Linked DNA regions of Rattus norvegicus: region 1 is linked to region 2. The links are chromatin contacts, called in public Hi-C maps. All regions are on one chromosome and are shown on one strand. Each heading gives the region's core, a stretch centred on a gene start, on an enhancer-like site or on the middle of the called end of the contact. The rest is flanking DNA. Distances are from core to core; before and after follow the strand shown.

Evidence for each region. A called contact is a pair of places that touch in the nucleus more often than the background predicts.
Region 1: a contact with region 2 is called in a Hi-C map of Schwann cells, with 4 times the contacts expected there. The contact joins the promoter of Commd3 here to the promoter of Dnajc1 in region 2. A contact is called at or near these places in 6 of 12 Hi-C or Micro-C datasets (the A7r5 cell line, Schwann cells, frontal cortex and 3 more) and 1 of 1 datasets of contacts at active chromatin or transcription factors (oligodendrocytes).

The regions. Positions count from the first base shown.
Region 1 is chr17:86,231,651-86,239,184 of GRCr8, reverse strand. It overlaps Commd3 (COMM domain containing 3), which reads right to left and starts at 3,322. Exons shown (of 8, transcript NM_198732.3): 1 at 3,117-3,322; 2 at 1,780-1,891; 3 at 1,605-1,668; 4 at 1,470-1,504; 5 at 1,081-1,141; 6 at 945-1,001; 7 at 801-860. The coding sequence starts at 3,255. It overlaps LOC134482616 (a long non-coding RNA gene), which reads left to right and starts at 3,522. Exons shown (of 2, transcript XR_010059002.1): 1 at 3,522-3,675; 2 at 3,776-3,958.
Region 2 is chr17:86,017,870-86,024,787 of GRCr8, reverse strand. Dnajc1 (DnaJ heat shock protein family (Hsp40) member C1) reads left to right here and starts at 4,356. Exons shown (of 12, transcript NM_001400837.1): 1 at 4,356-4,847. The coding sequence starts at 4,605. It overlaps LOC134482756 (a long non-coding RNA gene), which reads left to right and starts at 4,854. Exons shown (of 2, transcript XR_010059278.1): 1 at 4,854-6,918.

The DNA.
Region 1 (7,534 bases), core at 2,073-4,572, 220 kb before region 2:
CAGCTGCATGAAAGAAAGTCGGAAGAACACCTAAGGAGTCTAAGGGATTTTAACCGCTGGCAAATCACTTTCAAAAGAAGCGCTTCTCCTACAGGATCTTGTCTTCCAATCAGCTATTCAAGTTCTAATTAAAAGAGAATTTCTAACAGATTTTTTTTTTTTTTTTGCGCAGAGAATATCTAAATCATGTCTCAACTTCTCTAAGGAAGGTTATTCACACATTTTCTAATTGTTTAAAGTTTTACTTATATTTACTCTGAAATGACTACAGATGTCTTTGAAACATTCAATTTCATCCAAATTTTTAGGGATGCTCTTCATTTTACTTAATTGGTAAGAAATTCGTTGTCATATCCATCAATCAACGGGGAGTTTAATTTCTTCAGGTTTACACTGACGGTATTAACAGTTTTACGAGCTTATGTGTACTTTCCCTCTATAGGTAATTTTTTTTTGCTTAAAGCTTTGAAAGTTTAATTTGTGAAAGGCATTTTTAAATCCGTGCTCTCACTCTTGCTCAGGTTTATTGAATCAGATGCATGATGAAATGAAGTGTGCTGAGTTTGAACATTAAAAAGTCATTTTAAATTACAGAAACCAGCAAATACAGGCTACTGGAGACCTTACTAAATTACTTTTAAAAGTGAAGTCCATGTTAAATGTCTGTTTTCCATTCTCCCTTTGCCATTAAATCCTGAACCAACCTTCATTATCTGATGATGGGAAGATTATATTTTAAAGTTTCCATAGCAGTTTTCAAACCCCCATTAAAAGGAGCGTTAAAGCTCCTAATACTGTACCTGTAACTGCTCCATGCTGCAGCTAAAACTAATCTCTGGGTAGGATTGGGAATCAGCGTTCTATGGAAGAAAAAACATGTTTATTTATAGAAAGGAAATTAAAAATTTATTACACATAATTTTTAGACAAAAATCTATACATACCTCTACGTTTAAGGTCACTAAATATCCAGGTCGACACATCTTATGAAGTTGGTTGGTCTAAAACAACACAAAACAACAGTCTTTAACCTAAAGGAAGCCCCTCAAATCCCTCTACAGAAGAGCTTGTTATCTTTACCTTTATCTGATATTCCAATCGCCAGGAAACATCAGTTATATGAGGGAGAGCTCTACCTATACTGAAAGACAATGGTGATTTTGTTGTATCCACAGAAAAACCTTCAATATCTATCTACTCAATGGTGTCTCTCTTAATTGGTCACTGTGAACTTAAGGATTGTTGACCTTCATCTTCAAGTGCAAAAGTAAAAACAGCCTACTAAGACTATGCCAGGCTCCACTTTTAAGAAAACACTAGCTTAAGTTCAATTGTTCCCTTGCCCCATGGCCCTTTATTTTGGGTCAGGATGCCAAACTTTTTGGCCCTGTTTTGTTTCCCATCAATACACTCCATTCATTACCCACAAGTGAAAAGTGCCCCAGCTTGACACCTAATACAGTACCTACCTTCCCAGTAGGATTTCTAGAGAATTCTTATTATTCTGGAGAAGGGGAAAGAAAAGGAAAGAAAACACATTTTTGCAAACAGCAGGAAAAAAAAGGAGGGGCTAATTGTTAATTTAAAAGTTTAAAGTAAGTAACCTGATACTCCGTGCAAAACAGTTCTATTCGCTCTCGGTCAAATTTACAGTCTTCTAAATAAGTGCTGGAGGGGTTGGGGAAATAAACCGAGGTTTAGTCTCTATCTTTAAAAACGGAAATTACAATCACAAAGATACCATTTAAAAGTAAATGGGTATTTAAATAAAGCCTGTACCTTAGAGTAGACTTGTCAACTCGGTGCTTTCCTGCCTCCAGTATGTAAGTTGCAGCTGCCCCATGACAATGCTTTAAAACCACTGGGTCGATATGTTTCAAGTCTGGGTGATCTAAAATAAAGTAATTGCTAAAGATTACAAATTCTTTAGACCCCTGTTCCTAAGAGGAATATTTTAGTTTTGGTAAAACTACCCTTTTAGAAAATATAACAAAAATTCAATTGTAAATGGATGAGAGGAACAAGGTCAATTGCAAAACAATAAAGAGAATAGATCAATAATCTGCTGTCAATCTCTTTTCAATTATCTTCTTTTATTTCGTCTTAATATTTAAAAAAAACTCAAAGGGAGTAGTGGTTGCTGGGTGGACTGAAAAGCAAAGGAGAAACTGAAGGTAGTTTACACAGTGTAAAATTCAAAATGAACAACTTTCAAAAGATGACATTTTAGAGTAATTGGCTCCGTGAACATAAATACATCAAGGAAACTTGACAGGAGGGCATACATTAGCATGCACAACAGAAATGTCAAAACCTCATTAGTATCTTCAAGTCCCTCCACCCCTACACACACAGCTCCCAGGTGGTGGTTACTATTTTTCTTTTTTCTTTTGGCTTGAAGAATAGCTTCCACTTTCATACTTTTTGTCCAAGTGTCTAGTATGACTAGAGGGACGGGGGACCCAAGGAGTTCTGGAATGTGTTGATGGACTTGAGGAAATTATCTAGAAGTGATTTGTCTTAAAGTATGCTCTTAATCCATTATGACAACTGCATTCTGCGACCAGCCGTTTAAAAGTCTCTCTTCCTGGTAACCGCCGCAGAACAAAACATTATGAAGGTTCTGGGCTTAACACACTGACCGCCTGTGCTGGAGTGATCACAGGATCCGGAGGTGTTGTCTAGGTTGGAAAATGTCAGTGCTATTTGACCCAGCCGTTACTTCGGAAACAGCCCCCTTTCAACCCCCTCTAGCCCAGCCGGGGGAGGCTGAATCATAGGACCTCCCCAGTTGAAGTCCAAATGTCAAAACAGCCGCAGCCTCCAAGGAGGCTGAAAACCCCACACATTTAGGCCACAAACAAGAGTTGAACGCGGCTTTACAAAGGAACAAAGAGACGGGCAGGAAAACCAGGCCAGGAGCGTGGAGCTGGCCGCGTGTAGGTGCCCTGCGGGGGCACAGCGGCACTCAGGGCCCACTCGGGTCCCCACAGTCCGGCCGAGAGCTGGGCGAAGCCCGGGGACTTGCCCGGGCCGGAGCTATGCCCAAGGCGCCGGGCTGGCGGCTCTGCCCGGCGCCCCTCCGCCCAGGCCGCGGCGGCGGGCGAGCCGCTTACCTAGCGCGGCCTCGTCCGCCTGGGCGTCCAGCAGGCTCTGGAAAGCCGCCCGGAGGAGAAGCGCGAAGGCGCTGGAGTCAAAGGAACCGGGATCCGCCAGCGTCTGGATGCCTCTCTGTACATACTCGGAGAGCTCCATTGTGAGCGCGCCGTGACCTTCGACATGCGCACCACGTGACTCGGGACGCGCGCCCAGCTGATCGGGCGCGCGCACCCGCCGCTGGGCGGCTCGGGGAGGTTCGGCAACGGCTCGGGACGGTTCGGGGAGGTTCGGGCGGTGGCTCGGGGAGGTTCGGGAGGGTTCGGGGGGAAGCTCGGGCGGCGGCTGGGCCTCTCGCTTCAGCCGCCCTGCCGGCCTCGGTCGGGACGCTGCGGCCTTTCCTTCGGTCTCTGAGTAGCTGGCCTCGGCCGCGGCGGCCGCAGATGCCCATTGGACCGGCTTGGCGCTCACCTGGGGCCGCACCAGCTCTGTCCCCACCCGGCCTGGTGCCCGGAGGCGCGGGAATCCGGCCGCCGCGAGTGTGGCTAAAAGCTGGGCTTCGGGACAGCGGGAGACTCAGTGCGTGTATTAACTCGCCAGCCTGACCCACAGCGCTGCCCTTTTGTGAGACTGAGGACATCTTAAATACACAAGTTTTACCTTGTCTTTGTCACTTCAGGAATATGGCAAAAGATTTCTGCGTGGTGTGCACGAGACACAGGCATAAAGAACGCGTGTGCGCGCTCCCGGTACTTAACAATTGGGAGATTAATAAATTATTCATGAACGTATTTGACAGGATTATTAAAAATTTTTATGCTGCTGTGAATAAATACCTTTCGAAAGCATTCTGTCATATAAATTTTGTGCTCCTAAACTTACTACGTGCGTGGCGTTAATTGCTCAATAGAGTCTTCGTAAATATATACGAGATACTTATCTGAAGTACGGTTAGGAATGGCAAGATCTTTAGTGTAAATGAAATACTTTTTCAGATACTCATAACTTCAAAGACAAAATCCTGTATAAAGTTTAACTTCCTCCTTTTTTTTCTACGAAGTTGGTTTAGGAGAACAAGAATAGTTCTTTGTTAAGAAAACCGCGAAGTAAGATACATTAGGCTTTTTTTTTTAATTAAAAGAGTTTGAAAACTAAAAAAAAAAAAAAATTCCAGTTTTGGAAAGGAGAAAGCGGCCATAGAACAAGAGTTGTCTTTTACTCTCCCAGGGCAATGACAGTTTCAACTTGAAACACTTTTGTCTTTCCTAATTTAAGTGTTTATTTGTGGGGGGGAAAGGTTGTTACTAGTGAATAAAGTCAGTATGTCAGTATGTCACGTTGTCACATCGGACAGTACCCCACTTCACAGTAACAGGACGCAGATGGAATGCTTTAGCGTCTAACAAGTTGAATAGCGCTGCTCAGCCAAGCTTTGAAAAAGCCCGTGCAGTCCCCTTTCTAGGTGAGAACTCACCAGCATGAAAGGCTTAGAAGTATCCCTAGGGTTTTCAAGGAACAAGTACCTATTAATTATGCCCTCTTTCCCCCTCCCTAATTCTCTGCTGCTTTTTTAACCCTCCCCCCACCCAAGACAGTTGAAAAACTTCAAGATACTTGATTTGCACAGGGATTATTTTACAGGGAAGATCCGTGTATATGTTAATATTAACAACACTGAAACATCCTCTTTGTGATATAATTTATGACCACTGAGTGTTACCATGCTAATGGAATTTGAGTTGATAGCTCTGATCATAGTTTACTATGAAAAATGAAAAGATAAATGTGTGAGCCCAGGCTTTTCAAAAGGCTGTTCAGAAGAGAATAGTGAGCAAATGGTCGTGAGTTTGTGGGCATAAAAGCTAGGCAGCTCACAATGCTCACTTCCCCTCATAGTCCTCACATTCTGCATGCCCGTGTGTCAGTATTTACAGGGCACTTGTCTTTTCTGTCTAAATATATTCATGGGATAGGCCCGAGTAATGGCTACATTTCTAGCTCTCCCGAAACATTTAAACCATGATTTTTTTCATGCTAAAAATTAGTTTGTCTTACAATAGGTAATTTTTCCTTTTTTCGCTTTGGTGAGTATTTATTTCATTTAATGAACATATGTGCCTTGGATCAGCCCTTGCAAAACATGATTATTAAACGACATGCTGTAGACTTCCTTGGTCACAGTCATGAAATCCACACATTTTATATTGTTAGAAAAACTGGACAGCATTCTGAAAGTGAGCAAGTAAGTACTTAAACATTTTTTGCTTCCATGGCAGAAATTAGTCTTGAAACTCCATTCAACTTTACAAAGTTTTGCAGACTCAAAGCCAATAGACTCTATATGACCTCAAAGGACATTTTCAAAGAAGAGTTTGGGGAGCAGAAAAAGAACAATACTCAAGCATCTTCATGCCAACATGTGCCTTGCCTTTATTGTTACAAATATTGAAGTACCAGGTACTGGTAAGTTTGTTTTACTTTTTAGGAACCTAGAAGTTATTTCAAGAACTAAAAAGTATCCTTTAAAACAATGTTTTAGAGTTTCTGAGTACACCGAATCCTTTGAACAGGCTGTTTTAACATCTTAATGATGGCTACTGCATTGCCATTGCAAAGACAACTGGCCAGGACTTCAGTACGATTCCTGTGGTCAGCCTTCCCCCATGGCCTTATTCCTGCATTATGTCAGCTTTATGAATTAGAAACCATTTTTAGGTAAGCAAGTACTTTTTGCTTTTGTGCAGAGAAAGCCGAGAGAAGGTGTTTCTTTAAAGAGTCCATTGGACATCTGTGGGCAGAAAATCAAACCAATATGCATCAATGTCTGTAAGATATCTACAGGTTTGATAAAGAGGATAGTAAGGATCTGTTTGGCTCCTGCCCATCAAACTACCTGCTCATCCTCTATGGCTAGAGAAGATGACAACAGGTACCCAAAGGCTACCCATACAACAGAAACCATTTTGCTTATTACTCCCAATATGGTTTCTTTGATAATTATAATAAGCTCTTGAAAAAAATTCTCTAATGAAAATAGAATTTATTGTTTTTTTTTAAACCATCCTTACCACAACTGGACAGTTGGAAAGAATATTTAACCGAGTTATACATTACCTTTGGAGATTTTAGGTCAAAAGCTATTTCTAAAATTTATAGGTCCTACCCACATATGCATTTATTGTATTAAGTGTCTAACTTGGTAAGGCACAGTAGGACTAGGGATTTTAATGGTCAGGCTTGTACCCTCAAGGCTATAGAGTTCCAGTGATCTGAGTGTTAAAAGGAGATAGTAAAGCTTCCCCCCCAACCACCACCCCAGTTAAATATAAAAGGAAATCTCAACTTCTAAAATGCTCATTGCTACAATAATTACTTAAATGTATATAACAATTTTCTCAATAAGCTAGATATAGTCTAGCTTAGTCTGTAAGTGTGGATTTGAGAACAAAATTCAAATTCAGTTCAATGGAGTCAGAGTCACTATGGGAGGGAAAGTGAGACCTGATATAGCCCAAAGAAACTAGGTCCTGGAAGTGGAAACCCGTGATAAAATGTTCTCTGAAAAGCTCAGAAAAGCCATCACTATGGTTTTGCACAAGCATTTTGGGTTTTTCTCCTTGAAATTTTAATTTAAGATATTGAAATTAAATAGTAAATGGCTCCATTTTCATTTAAATACAATTTTCACCATTTCGTACCATTTTCTCCTTTTAAATGAGTACACATAAAGTATAAAAACTTCAAAATTGAACAATAAGGAAAGTTAAATAGCTTAGATCCAAGATTCCAAAAGGCCAAATTATGCTGCCGAAAGATTCTTTTTCTTTTAAAGGAAACATCTCAAGGCCTGTCCTAAAGGAAGGGCGCTAATTTCATGAAAACTTTGTAAATAGAGAATTCTATAGTCAAGATAGTGACAAGAAATCTTTGGCGTGTCTGAAGTGAAATGTGAGAGCTACCATCACTGGTACCTTGCCATGGTTGTGTTAACTGCCAAGGTGAGAGCAAGGCGACTATAAAACTGAAGGGACATGCATGAACATCAAGTTATATTTGTTTCTTTGTTCCTTTGTTTTTCAAGATAGGGTTTTTGTCTGTGTATCCCTGGCTGCCCTGGATTCACTTTGTAGATGAGGCTGGCCTCAAACTTGCAAAGATCTGCCTGCCTCTGCCTCCTGAGGGCTGAGATTAAAGGCCTGTACCACCAGGAGCAAGGGCATGTTACTTATTTTCAGTGTCAAGTCTTTGTAACCAATCGCTCTAGAAAATCAGCAACCTCTTTTAGACAAATTCCCTGCACATTAGTAAATAATTTCTTCCCTTTAGGGCTGCAGGGTAACACCAGAATGAAGGTGTCCGAGTGTTTGCTTTGCAGCAAAGTAGTTAAGTTAGAAGGGAATGTCTGAGTCACATGTGCCAAAGTTACGAGAGACGAATG
Region 2 (6,918 bases), core at 3,107-5,606:
GCAGTTTCAGTATACTGACAAAGCGTTCAGACTGTCACCATTATCTAATTTAACTCTATTAAAGAAAGCTAGCGGGGTTGGGGATTTAGCTCAGCGGTAGAGCGCTTGCCTAACAAGCACAAGGCCCTGGGTTCGGTCCCCAGCTCCGAAAAAAAGAAAAGAAAAAAAAAAAAAAGAAAGAAAAAGAAAGCTAGCATCCATTCATAGTGAATCTCTAACATCCCCTACCGTCAACCCTAACAAACCACTAATCTATTTTCTAAGTTTATCTATTCTGGACATTTTGCAAAAAAAAGAATCATAAAATAAATGATAATTTTTGACAGTTTTTTTTCTCACTAGGCATATTTTCTGAGTTCATAACACATCACTTTTTTTAAAGTTTTTTTTAAGATTTATTTATTTTATTTATATGAGTATGGTATAACTGTTTTCAGACACACCAGAAGAAGGCATTGAATCCCATTACAGATGGTTGTGAGCCATCATGTAGTTGCTAGGAATTGAACTCAGAACCTCTGGAAGAGCAGTCAGTGCTCTTAACTCCTGAGCCATCTCTCCAGCCCCACTTCACTTCTTTTTATTGCTGAAAAATAATGCCGTTGGGAATAATAATGATATTATTTAGCTACACCACATTTAAGAAAAATTCATACATTAATTGTGGAGCATTGATGTTTCTCTTGCTCCCAGATTCCTTAGTTGCCTATAGCTTTGTAGTTTGTCTAGGGTTGAGGCCTTATGAGCTCCCCCCAACCCCATTAGCTTGTCTATTGGTGTCATTTTTATAAAGGATGACACAATCAATATTCAGGATGACACAGGATAATACAGTTCAGACACAATCTCTCTTCTCTTAAATCTTCCCCTGTTCCCCAATGATCCCTGAGCCTTAAGTGCAGGAGTTGTGTTACAGATGTCAGTTGAGGCTGAGCTCCCATTTTGATGGCTGTAGTTTTCTGTAATGGTCTGTATTTGTTACAAAAAAAAGTTTCTTTGAGAGTAACTGTGAGAGTTACAGTAATCTCTTAGTATAAGGACAAATATTTAGAGTTTAGATTGGGATTATTCCAGCTATCAACTTTGATATTGTTGTAATATAAAAGTAATCATTTCTGTGTAATTTTATCTTTTAGCATGTTTGCAGTTGGTGTCATATCTAAGGAGTCATTGGCTAAAGGCCACTAATATTATTCCGGTTTTTTTTTTTTTTTTTGGTTCTTTTTTTTTTTTTTTCCGGAGCTGGGGACCAAACCCAGGGCCTTGCGCTTCCTAGGCAAGTGCTCTACCACTGAGCTAAATCCCCAACACCGGGTTTTTGTTTCCAAGACTTCTCAATTTTCAACATTTCCATTTAGATCTGTGATTCATTTTGAGTGACGTTTTGCTTCTGTGTCTTTATGATTGTCATCACTTCTGTAAAACTACTATTCCTTCAAATGTCACTTCTGCTCCGGAAGTGTTTTGAGGTTTGTTATACACATGCTAGGTTTATTCTTTGCACACCTGAACTGTTTTTTAAATTCTGTTCTTCCTCCATTCTTTTTCTTTCAGTTTGGTTATTTTTATTGTCTTGACCTTTCCCAAACCCACTAATCTCTTGTTTGCAGGTTAACTCTTTTACTGAGTTCTTTATTTCATATATTATAATTTTCAGGATTTTTTCCACTGATTCTGTTAAAATTCTGTACCTTGTTATATATTTTACCCGCCTTCCCCTCCTCCATCTTATGACCCATTGCTTTATTTTGTAATAAGTCATTTTAAATAGTCATCTCAAAGCTTTAACATCTGGTTTATCTGTGGGATTCTATAATCTTCTTTTCCTCTTCCTTATCATTGGTCAAAACTTCCTATTCTTGTTATGTCTTACACTTAAAAATAACCACCACATATTCCAGAGTTTTATACAAAATTCCCATAGACAGCGTAGATGCTTATTTTCCACTAAAATGGAAATTAGACAAGTTGGGTGAGTGTCTGACATCTTCTACACAGTCACAGATGAGCTGGATTGTGACTGGAATGTAGAGTTATTAAGATGCAGTCGACTGCTGCTTTCTTTCTGTTTGTGATTCCTTTGAACTTTTGATCAAGAACCAGAAAAGCACTCATCTCCTTGGCCTTAGAGATCTTCTTCATGTAACTTCAGAAGCATTTGCAGTGGTTTTGAGTGTGAAGAATAATGCCCATGCAGTTGAGGTAGGCTAGTCCTTCTAGTTAAGAACTAACGAACGAACAAATGAACGAACTAACTAACTAACTAACCCAACAACAGCCAGTTGTGAACAGGAAGGCCAAGAATCTAGTAGTTGCTTGGTTCCACAATGATAAGTAGTTCAGCTGGTCTTCTGTATAAGCTGGAATCCTGAAAAAGTAGGCTCCAACAGATGTGCTGGCAAAGTGAACACAAGCAGGCAAAGAAGTACGAACCCTTCCTCCTTCCATCGCTCCTATGTAATCCTCCAGCAGGTATGGCCCAGATTAAAGGTGTGTCTCAAGATCAAGATCTGGATCAAAGGTGTGCGGCTTTCCAGCCTCAAGATCTGAATCAAAAGCTTGTGTCGTCCAGCCTCAGGATCCGGGACTCAGGTGTGCCCTCCACTTCTGGATTGTATTTTATCCAGGTATAGTGGAGTTACACTCGGCATAGCCGTCACATGCCTTATATTGGTAGATGGTGTTACTCTGAGCCCAGCTCCTGAACGTCAAGCAATATCCAAGACTTAGCAGGTGTCTTGTGGGACTGCTGGTTGTAAGTTTGGGACTTCTTTGTACTCTTAGTCCATTTACGATTCAAAGCAAACATTTCACTGCTTTCTTTTTATCTGTGTAAAGTCCCTCAGAGCAGGCTAAAGCCAGCCACTCCATGCCTAGGATCAGTAAACGTCACCATGGAAGAAAACAGCAGATAACTGCCCTTAGTCCCAGACAAAGGATTTATTCAACTGTGTTAACAGTTAACACAAAAAATGACAAGTTTGAATTGCAGTAAGAACATTGTCTCGGAGAAGGAGGCATCATTCAAACTGGATGGGAAGAACCCTCAAGATCAATGCCTGTGAAAAGCACTGGATTGAAGAAAGAGGAAACTCTACTCCTGTATCAGCCTGGCCTTAGGAAGTGGTACACTCCCTGAAAATGGAGTAAGTCTTTGGAGTTCTTGGACAACACAGAGTCCTATCTGCTAAAGCTCATACTAATACTGCTACAGTTGTGGCAAGATCACACCACTTTCAAATAACATGCCACTGAATAACATCATCAAATATGGGAAAGATAGATGTTGGGTAAAAAGTTTTTGTAACCATATTATTTTTGACAATTTCACTCATCAAATAATGAAACATCCGCTTCAATATAGAGAGACTTGGTAAAGATGACAGGTCTTTAAAAAAAAAAGATTTCTTAATTTCTATGCATATGTACACGTCTGCCTATGTGTATGGACACATGCACAGGTGCCTGTGGAAGCTAGAAGAGGGTGTTGGATCACCTGGAGCTAAATTACAGGCGGCTGTGAACCACCTCAATGTGGGTACTGGGAACAAAGCTCAGGTCCTCTGCAAGAGCAAGAAGTGGTCTTCATCGAGGAGTTAACACTAGGCCCAAAATTAGTTTTACTTTAAGGAAATAAACTTCAGATTTAAAAGAATATTTTAAAATTTATTTATATGTATGCGTATTTGCTTGCTTGATTTATGTGTATCATGTGTGTGTAGGATCCTGCAGAAGCCAGAAGAGGGCTTCAGAATTCCTGGAAATTACAGGCTGCTTATTTGCACGGATTATTACCCGCAAATCTTAATTCATATTTAGAAGTATAATTTTTTTTTCTTGGTTAAATTCCCTTTTGTGCCCGCTCCCCCCCAAACCACACTGGAGTGTATCTGTGCCTTTTAGGTATTAATTCAATTTATCCTATCTTTACTGATTAAATAAAAACATGCACAGGGGAGTTGGGGATTTAGCTCAGTGGTAGGGCGCTTGCCTAGCAAACGCAAGGCCTTGGGTTCGGTCCCCAGCTCCGAAAAAAAAGAAAAAGAAAAAAACATGCACAGGAACAGAAGCCTTAATCAATAAAATACATCCACCCTGAAATATGCTTTTAATATCAATACATAGGAAAACAAGATAGAAGGCATAGGGAAGAAAACCTACAGGTAGGAGGCATTCTGGGCCCTGGAGGTCTGAGATTGTCAACCTCCCTCAGCCAGCGTGGAAAGGCTGTTCTCCCAGGCCGGAATCCAGAGTGCTTGGCGTTCCTACTTCCGGCCTCGGCCCCGCCCCGCAGTTGCTAGGAGACGTGATGTCACCGGAAGCGAGGCCTGGGATAGGCTGAGGCCTGGGGAAGCCTCTCCCACAAGGCAGCCTGGCTCCCGGCGCTGGCTCTCCAGCTGTTCTTAGGCCGGGGCGAGGGTCCGGAGAGGGAGAGCGGGCTGCGACTGGTCTCCGCTCCCCGGCCCCCTTCTCCGCGTCTATTGGTGCTTCCGTGGAGCCGGCAGCCTGGCTGGCCGCTTCCGGGCGGCTGCCCGCGCTCCTGACTGACAGGCGCCGTCCCCACTGCCCGCGCCACCCGCCACGTCCCCTCTCTCGGCCGGCGCATGGCGTGGCTGCGGACCGCTCTCTCGGAGTCCAGCAATATGTGGGTTCCCGGCTTCGGACCCGCGCGACTTCCCCGGCGTCCTGGGCTGGTGTCGTCCTCGATGCGGCCGCTGTGGCCGCTGCTTCTGTTTCTGCTGGTGGCCGTGCGGCCGGTGCGCGCCTGGGAGAGCGGAGACCTGGAGTTGTTCGACTTGGTGGAGGAGGTGCAGTTGAACTTCTATGAGTTCCTCGGGGTGCAGCAGGTAAGCGCGCCGGCCGCGGCGGAGGGGTAGAGGGGGACCTCCTCACTCAGCTGAGTCGTCTTGACCGCCATCTCTTCCCAGTCCACTGTCGGTCCAACTTCAGAAGTTCTGATCTAAGTGTTAGGCTGGACCGTGCAACTAGCTTGGGAGTGCTGATACCTTTTCTTTGGCTTTCTGGAGACCATCCTTCCCCCACCTCTGAAGCTGTGCTGAAGGAAGAAGGAAGAGAGGTGTAGGCAGACCGTTTTTTTTTTTTTAATACTTACCCAGTCTTAAGTGTGACACAGTAACCATGTATCACCCCAAATTGTCATCTTCCCACTTAAACATATTTTTACTTCATCTGCCTCCTCCCTCGTCCTTCCTGGGAAGACAGAAATACATTTTGCCCAGCGTCTGTTAGCAGTTTTCTTGCACTGTATTTTGTAATCGTTATAGCCAGCTGTTAGTGTTGGTGTTGCAGTTAGAGGTCTGGAAGAATTTGAAACCTCCTCCGGTTTGGTCTTAGGACTCATAGAAGCTGTGAAGCTTTCAGGGTTTGAGGTGTTTGGGGTGCTGTTGGAAGAGGAGCCCGGTATAGTATTGTGTATATGTCCTTTCCTCTCCATTCATTTCTGTTCTGGATGTAACTTGCATCTTTAACTTGTAAAATCTATTGTTCTCTTTTATTTCTACTTGAAAGTGAGTGAGGGGATTTGTTCAGGCTCTACCTCAAACAATGAACAGAAAAATGAAGACATGTCACTAACTTCATGATCATAAAATGAAAGAATTTCCCAAGCTCTGATTGAGTCCTTCACACAAGATATGAGTTGTGGAGCTAAAACAACAACAGCAACAACAACAACAACAACAGCAACAAAAGACACATTTAACAGAACTAGCTAAGAAATGTACCTCTTCCTGTACGTTATGAAATAGGAAACTTTCAAAGAAAATTAATTGGACTATTAAACAGAAGCTTAATTTTCATTCATTGCATTTTAATTCCATGATTGCATATAAAATTATTGAGTATAAAATTGCCACGGTACTGAACTTAACAGTTCTCATTTTTTAAGAGTTAAAAATATTATGTACAGTGGTTTTGTGGTCATTGTAAGGTGTTACCTTGTGCTACTTCCTGCTCATAGAGGAAAAAATATGCCTCATTTCCAAAGTAAATGATAATGCAGTGTATGTAACAATAGTTAGTGAGAATGTAAGTTTGAAGACTTTATTTAGGCTTAGGCTTTTGAGATAGGGTCTTCATGTAGCTTAGCCTATCCTCTAAACTGTTATTCTCCAGCCTCAGGCTCCTCCTGGATGTTGAGATTATAGGCTTTTCCCACTACACATGGTCAGAAGGTTCATTTCACTTTTTAACTCAAAAAAAAAAATCTAGATTAGGTAGAACAGAAAATAATTCCTTTAAATATTTTTCATTTATTTGTTTGTTTTTTATTTTATTTAAGTTAATTACCTCCTCTCTCCACACCCAAGGTTTCTCACTGTGCTGCACTGACTGGCCTGGAACTTACTAGGTTGACCAGGCTAGCCTCAAACTCATAGCTATCCATCCACCTACCTCAAGGAGTACTGGAATTGGCGACATGTGCCAATATCCCTGGTAGAATCCCTTCCATGTTAGTGTGTGTTTATCTACCTCTGTCAGTGCGTTTACATGTGTTTTCTTAGTACCACACCACAGTGCTTCTCTAGGTTTTGTTGTTGTTATTGTTTTGTTTGTAATATTTGACCTGCATGTCTGTGTGTTTACCACCTTGTGCCTGGCGCCCACAGAAGCCAGAATAGGACAGCTATCTGCTCCCCTGGGACTGGAATTACAAACAGTTGTGAGCTGCCTTGTGGCTGTTGAGAATCAAATCTGGGCCTTTGAAAGAACAACCAGTGCTCTTAACCACTGAACCCCCAGGAATGTTCTTTATTGCATTTATTTTTTGTTTATTTGTTTCCGTAGTTATTATACTTACCATGACAAACATGGAGGTCAGAGTACAGCTCTTGGAAGTTGGTGTTTTCTTTCCCAGGGTTTAAACTGAGTAGGTGCCTTTAACTGCTGAGCCATCTT